Linked DNA regions of Pan troglodytes: region 2 is linked to region 1. A link is a contact called in public capture Hi-C data. All regions are on one chromosome and are shown on one strand. Each heading gives the region's core, a stretch centred on a gene start, on an enhancer-like site or on the middle of the called end of the contact. The rest is flanking DNA. Distances are from core to core; before and after follow the strand shown.

Region 1 (3,463 bases), core at 332-2,831:
GTTAATGTGGAATCACCTTCAGCATCCTGCCTCTGTGGATGGGGAAGGCAGTCTCTCTACTGTCATCTTTAATCTTAGCACGTAAGAACAATGTGGGAGTGGTGGGGGGCAGGGAGTAGTCCAGATAAAGGGCCTAGAGAGTGGGTCACATGCTTGAATTTATGTGGGTTCCCTACCTCCTGGCCCCTGTCCTGCACAGGACACGACTCACTGTCTGCTTCCGAGAACGATCCGGATTCGTCGCTGGAGTTGGTTCCGTAAGACTGCTCACATTTAATTTGGGGCCGCACTTGGTTGTACATTCCATCTCCCATCAGGCCTGGTTCCTGATGTTCTGTGGCAAGGAATCTGGCTCCCTGGGAACAGGGCGAGGAGGAGAACTCACAGAGAGGGAGGCTGCAGGGTGAGCCCCCGCTCCCGTCCTCCGCGTAGGAATAGGAAGAGCAGGAGCTGGAAGTCCTGGTCCTGGTCTCCAAGGGGGGTGAGCGAGGGCAGACTTTGATTGGCACCGGGCAGCTGGTGTTGGGCCGCATCCTTCCTGGCAAGTGGTCGGCCATCAGCCCACCGTGGGAGTAGGCCTGCGAGCTGGGGAGGGACTGGCCAGCTCCCACCCACAGACCCTTTGGCACCGGCTCAGAGAGGTCTTTGTCCAAACTGCTCACCCCAGAATAAGAATGCACCGAGGTGCTCACTTGGTCACAAGCGCTGGAGGAGAAGATCACGCTCCTCCGGTCCAGCTCTCCCTCCTGTTTACAGAGAGCCTCCAACCCAGGCCCCCTGAGGGGCGACCCCATGGTGAAGTTGGACACCTCCTTCTGGCCCACGTGGGGCTGTCCATAATTCCCTGTGAAAGGGGTGTAGTCAGTTTTAAGGTCACCCTGAGTGATCCCCTTGTCAAAAGGGCAGGCTGCACTCCTGGCAAAGTGCTGCTGAGACGTACTGGGCAGGCCAGACAGCTCCACACTTTTCGTTATGCTGAACAGAGACCTTAAGCAGGAGGGCGAGGCCACGCTCCTGGATCTCTCCAGGCAGGCGGCCCCAGCTGGGGCCGTGGGGGTAGGGGCAGGGCTGGGCTGTTTCCGGTCCATCTCGACATCCCCCGCTCTGTCCTTGGCGTCAGGCTCATCTCCAGACAGGCAGAGCGTGATGCTCTCTTCCTCATTCTCTTCACTGGGCGGCTCACTTTTAATCTGCCCCCTGGCAAGCCCCGGCTTGAGGCTGTTGCTAGAGTTATCTTCCCGGAATGTGCTTGCAAAACCTGAGGTACTGTGTGATGATGCATTATAGACATTCTTGGTACATGCAAGCTGGTATTTCTTGTATCTGGGGTACTGCGTTAACGCGTCCTTTTCTGAGCTCTCCTTGGTGTCTGTGGGCACGTCAGGCTCGGGCAGCAGGGCTTCTTCCTTCTCTGCTACGGGGATGGCGGCGGCCTCAAAGCTGATGGGCTCTGGAAGCATCTGGTCCCTGGGGCAAGCCATCTTGGCCGTCTCTGAATCCATCGTCTCCTCCTCTTCATCCTCCTCCTCTCCTGCAGAGTTCTCGCAGTCCTCGTGTGGGCGCTGGCACGCAGCATCCTTCCGGCACACAAACAGGCCATCCTCACTGTTCAGGAGCTGGGTCTGCAGGAAGCTGAAGCAGGAGTCCTCGAGGTTGTGCATGCGCAGGAACTCAGCACAGCGGATGACCTCGCGGATGTTTTCTCTGCTGAGTAACAGCTTGGCAGTGTAGGCAAACTGTAACAGCGGCCCAAAGCCCCTGGCCGTGACCTGCAAAACAAACAAGGAAATCGCCAACATTACCATCAGCACTGCTATTGTCCCGAATCCCTCAACTGAAGCAAGATAACCAGACAGTGCTAATGTCCCAGAATAAAGACTGCAAAGGGGCAGTTAATCTTGTAGTACTGGGTCAGCAATGATTCTGCTTCCAATAATTAGTGCCTGTCTCGTGCATGCCACTGTTGTACTCCATCACAGCACAGGCAGAATTGAAAATCACCAGGGTCAAGTGGCTAAACAAGATGACAACGGGTTCAGTGTTTACACTAATGAAATATCCTGGCAAAAATGCACGGTGACAATGGGGAGCCTATTAATTTCCCTCCCAATCAGTCCTGTTGAGAGCCATTCTACACGAGGCGGGAGTGTTGTGACACTTCTTGCAGCTTGCTGGAGCCCAAGAGAGCCTTAACGTTTTCTTGTCAACCACAAAAATGGCAATGTGGCCCTGCAAAAAACTAACTCCAGGGAGTTGTAAAAATAGGTTTTCCTCACTTACAATGTTAAAAGAGACATTAAAACAACTCCTGTTTTGCTCATCCATCACAGTTTCTACTTGAGACTTTCGGTCATCATGTCCTACCTGATCTTATGATGATGATGATCTCATTATCTCACCAGAGATGACAACAATCAAAAGTGGTGTGCTCAAGACGAAATCAACCCCTGGCCCATAATGAATGGGGGTTGCAGAGTTAAATAAACCGGCTCTCATTTAAATGGTTGAAGCTGCTGAGTGGCACAGGGTATGGGCTATTCCTTCCCTAATTATTAGCAGCAGCTTTGCCATGCAGCTGTCTTTTTTTCCTGGTAAATCTTCAGGGGCTAAGCCTACTGTCATTTGCTGCTTATCTGTTATATTTTACAAAGATTGAAAGTGTGCTATTTATGCACAGCTTGCATATGCACACAAACACGTGTGTGCCCACACGCATGCCTGCTCACACACAATGACTTAGACAATTAAGAATATGTTGCCTAAGGCCAATTGTTTTTTCAGATGGAAATGAATTAAACTTGCTGGTGTTCATCAGGGTAAGCTTCCTTACCCTGCACATAAAACCACACATCCTCTAGGTTCTTGCAAGCACTGCTGACCACACAGGAAGGTGAGGCATGTCTACAAATCCTGTACAAATCAAATGAAAGCAGCAATCATGGGGTCCTTGCTAGAGGCTATGGTAGCAGTGATACAAAATTTTAGTGGGGGGAGTGAGTGCACAGCAAGGTGACCTGGTAAACTTTGTAGCTGACTTCTGTGTGTATTAAACTCACTGCAGCATACAGAGCCAAAATTCTTGCAAGGACCTGTAACTGATGTTCAAGATTCAACCTGGACATTCACTCCTTTGGGAGTGCTCTCCAGTCCTCTTAGAGAGAATGAATGACACTGTCCTCTCAGCTCTCATAGCCAGATGAGGAGACGTGCTAGATTCTCCAGGGCAGCACTGATTTCATATCATTGCATTCTTTCCAGTAAGGGAAATTTCTTAGACATGTAACTGAACGGGATTTTAATTGTTAATCTTTTTAAAGTACTCAAGTAAGATTCCATATTAAATTTTTCTGTCAGATGATGAGTCCAGAGATATTTGGTTAAAAAAACAAAACAAAAAGCCATGACTGCTAGACCCACATTATAAATTCTATATGGGCAATCACTGCCATCTCCCTTTTATTAT
Region 2 (3,576 bases), core at 98-2,597, 330 kb after region 1:
CTCACAGGGTTATGGGGCTACTCAGCAATACCACAGCCCTCCGCAATAGATGCTGTGTAGGAGGGACGCAGCTCAGTGGATTGTAGTCTGCACCAGTATTTTCCTTTCTGCATTCAGGGAGGATTTGCTTTTCAGCCACATTTCCCTCAAACACAGCCCCGACAGGAGATGCTTAGTGCAGAGATTTCTAAACTATGAAATGATCTGAGTTTGGCTCCTTAATCATAATGAAACTAAAAACAGTAAGATGAGAAAACAACAGGGGGATCATCATTCCTACAAAAAACAACTTTATACTTGGGCAAAATCAAGAGATTAAAAAAAAAAAGCTCAAACTAACATTTTCCAACCTTTCACTAAGAGCAAGGGCTAAAACCACATGTTTTGAAGGTCTTGCACTGTGTTATTATTAGAAGTCACAATTCTATTGATACTGATGAGTCATTCGTATCGGCGGAAACCAAGAACTTCCATCAACATCATGTTACACACAGTCACTGTGGCTTTTCTTTATTACTGGTCAAAGCTGCTTCAGAATGCTTATTGAAACTTAAGAAAAAGGAGGCAAACTCCTCAAGGGTGTGCAAAGCTTTCCCTTCCCCAGCTGATCTTACTTTAATCATCCTTTTTCAAGACAGTTTATGATGATTGGATCAACTTGTATCTACAAAAGGAAGTTTATTTAGAAGCCTCAGAAAAGCAACATTTCACACTTTCCGATGAAAATAAGCAAAACTGAACTCTGAAAACAAACAGTGAAACCATCTCTGAAAATACATGCTAGCTTTAAAATGACCTGAGGTCAAGTTTTTTGTTTTGTTTTGTTTTTTAACCTCAATAACAGGGAACGGATATAAACAAAAGCTGTCATCACTTAGGGACTTGAGCCACATAAAACAATGTCAGGCTAGTCACTTGCACCCTCGCCCCTGCTTCCCTACTCAGGACACACTGCTTTGCACTGAGGGAGAAGTGGGTCAGGTTTCAGTTACGCCAAGAAAGCCTAACTAAGTTAAAGGTTTATGAAAACTCTTTCTGATCTTAGTAGGAAATAACAGCACATTCCCTTTTCATTTATTATCAGCCCCTTTTGCCTCTCCCCTTAAATATTCCCAGAAAAACAAAGTGAAGCAAAAAAAAAGTTTTCCTGAGGCATATCCAGAAATGCTATGAATCTTTATGCAGTCCCTACAAAGGTAGAAATTTGTCCAATTTTCTCCCCTGCAGCCAGAAGGCTGTGTCTGGCTGCTGGCAGGAGAAGAGGACCCAGCTCAGCAGTGACCACAGATCTGAAAATAGCCTCCCAGTAGCTAACCAGCCCAGCAGCCTGGAGCTCTCCAAGGGCGGTGCTGGTACTATGGGCAGTTTACAGTGCGGCCAGCTGAGTGCTGCAACAGCTGCATGAGTCAGCAAGCACTGCTGGTAGGAAAGTGCTGACATGCTAAATTACTCTCGTGTACTTGAGGTGCACACACCTACCTGGCAAAAACAAAAACAGGGTACATGCAAATTAGCAAACGGGAACCTCTCTACGCTTGCAGTTTCTATTTTCCAAGGTTAGATCAAAAATATAAATAATCTATGCCACTGCTCAAAAAGAAGTAACAACTAATAATAATTAATCATGGTAATAAACAACTCACTCTCAGTGTTGCTATGTGTGGAACAGCTGCACTGAAATCTCACGAGCCAGTTAATTTTAACTGGTTTTAATTTTAACTAGATTTAACTGCTTTTCCTCCCTTCTGAAAAATCAAAATAGTTACCATATCGACCACAAGAACTGGTAACAGACAAGCACAGTTCCTGTTTTTCAGAGGGGACTAACTTTCAAACCCACAATATCAAGACGCTTAACATAAGTGGAAATTTAAAATGTACTGTTTAATGTGGGAGATTTAAAACCTGTACGCTAATTGAGATCTCATGTGCCAGGCTTTGTCTGACAATGCCTCTCATTCATCTCTGTTCTCTCGTTTTATACGGGACCTAAAAATCTGCAGGAACACTGGTTGTCTGGAACTGAGAATACATTTTCCCACAGAAACAGGGCCAGGCCAATGAGCTAGGATTCCTTGATAGTCCGTGAAAATGTCTTGAACTTAAAATATGAGAGGTTAAATTTATAATCTAAAAAGAAAATGATACTACAATGATAGTTCCAAAACCATTTAAAAGAAAACACTCTTGATTAACTGTGTTTGAGGAAATGTCTAATTACAGGAGGATGAAGGGACACAGTCTTCCAAGTGACACTTTCAGACTTCAACTTTAGGGTCATTCTGGTTCTCTAACACGGTTTCAATTGATAGTTTCATTTAAAATGCATGGAATTCTCTTACTTTCGCATAAAGTATTGTTAGAAAAAAAATCTTTATACTTACTGGTTTTAAGTACTGTTTTGTTCTCCAAAAAAAAAAATTGAGAGTTGGAAAACAAAAAAGGAGGAGAAACAAGTACAAAGAGGGGGTACTAGAGAGAGGGAAACAAATTAAGTCTGGAACAAAGAAAGACACGGAGTATAACTAAACTGCAAAAACAAAGGAGAGGTAGGAACTAGAGGGCAGTTCCCCGCTAGACAGTGTGTTCCCAGAGAAAGAGGACTCTTCATCATACCCAGCTCCGGAGGTGACAGTGGAGTCCTGCAAGACAGTTCCACAGACTGGCACTAGATGGAGCCATCAACTCAACATAGCATGGTTGCTGGAGAAGGGTATGGTGGGGGAGAGGTGGGACTGAAGGGCGTTGACTCTACAGCCAGGTATTTACCTGGCAACAACTCTATCTAAAATAAGTATAGTTTCATTAATCAACCAACTCTCCTAATGTCCAGATGTCACCACCATGCTGACACCACTATGCCTGTGGTATGTCAAATTGGGACACACCGATTTTGAAATAAATATATCAATTCAATTTGTATCAATGCAACTGGGGTGGGGAGGTAAGTGAAGTTGGATCTGCTGCTTTTTTTTTCTTCTAAAATTCAACATGCAAAGATAATACAGAATTTCAGGTTCACTGCTACCGAATAACAAAAATCCCTAACCATAAACCAAATGGCTTTCCCTGGAAGCTTTGTTTAAATGTTAAATAACATACCATCTTGCTATAGAGGTTTATGTGATCAACTCCAATGTATGGCAAGAGGCGGGAAATGCTCACTGACAAATGTATTATTAAAAATAATCTTCTCTTTGTATTTTAATACTACTTTGATTTATATACTGTAATCCATTTGCCTATATTCTCTGCCTAGGGTTGTGTTTATTTATCACGAGCCCTCTCTTCATTCAGAAATGGTCTCCTATCACCAGGTTACCAGTGTGCGAAGTTCTATTGTTTTTATCTTTAGGGTTTTACTTCTTTGGCTTTGTCTCCTATTAACATGCTGATGCTTCAGAAAAGTAACACATTAAGTATGCTCAGTTACTTATATATTAGTAAAACTGTGTTCATAAAATCTTTCTCTGAGATTGGTTTTGGAAGGGAAGGACAAGGACTAGTTGAGGGGACTGGGTGGCCAAAAGGTAAGAGAGCATGAAACAAAAAAGTGAGCACAGAAGGAAGATGGGG

Evidence for each region. Capture Hi-C pulls out chosen DNA fragments and counts their contacts.
Region 2: a contact with region 1 is called in a capture Hi-C map of stem cell-derived neural stem cells, with 3 times the contacts expected there. The contact joins two enhancer-like sites. A contact is called at or near these places in 2 of 7 Hi-C or Micro-C datasets (induced pluripotent stem cells and stem cell-derived neural progenitor cells), 1 of 1 datasets of contacts at active chromatin or transcription factors (stem cell-derived excitatory neurons) and 1 of 1 other capture datasets (stem cell-derived neural stem cells).

Annotation. Positions count from the first base shown.
Region 1 is chr5:101,948,775-101,952,237 of NHGRI_mPanTro3-v2.0_pri, forward strand. BACH2 (BTB domain and CNC homolog 2) reads right to left here. Exons shown (of 7, transcript XM_016956004.4): 5 at 177-1,769. Among named protein-coding and RNA genes, the nearest start is that of GJA10, 63 kb to the left of the region's middle. Within about 2 kb of position 1,582, at least 10 of the 24 cell types and tissues checked have an H3K27ac peak or open chromatin away from gene starts, as enhancers often do. A contact at or near this core is called in induced pluripotent stem cells and stem cell-derived neural stem cells, where this site is marked.
Region 2 is chr5:102,283,019-102,286,594 of NHGRI_mPanTro3-v2.0_pri, forward strand. The region is part of intron 1 of BACH2 (BTB domain and CNC homolog 2); the gene reads right to left. Among named protein-coding and RNA genes, the nearest start is that of BACH2, 11 kb to the right of the region's middle. Within about 2 kb of position 1,348, at least 15 of the 24 cell types and tissues checked have an H3K27ac peak or open chromatin away from gene starts, as enhancers often do. A contact at or near this core is called in induced pluripotent stem cells and stem cell-derived neural stem cells, where this site is marked.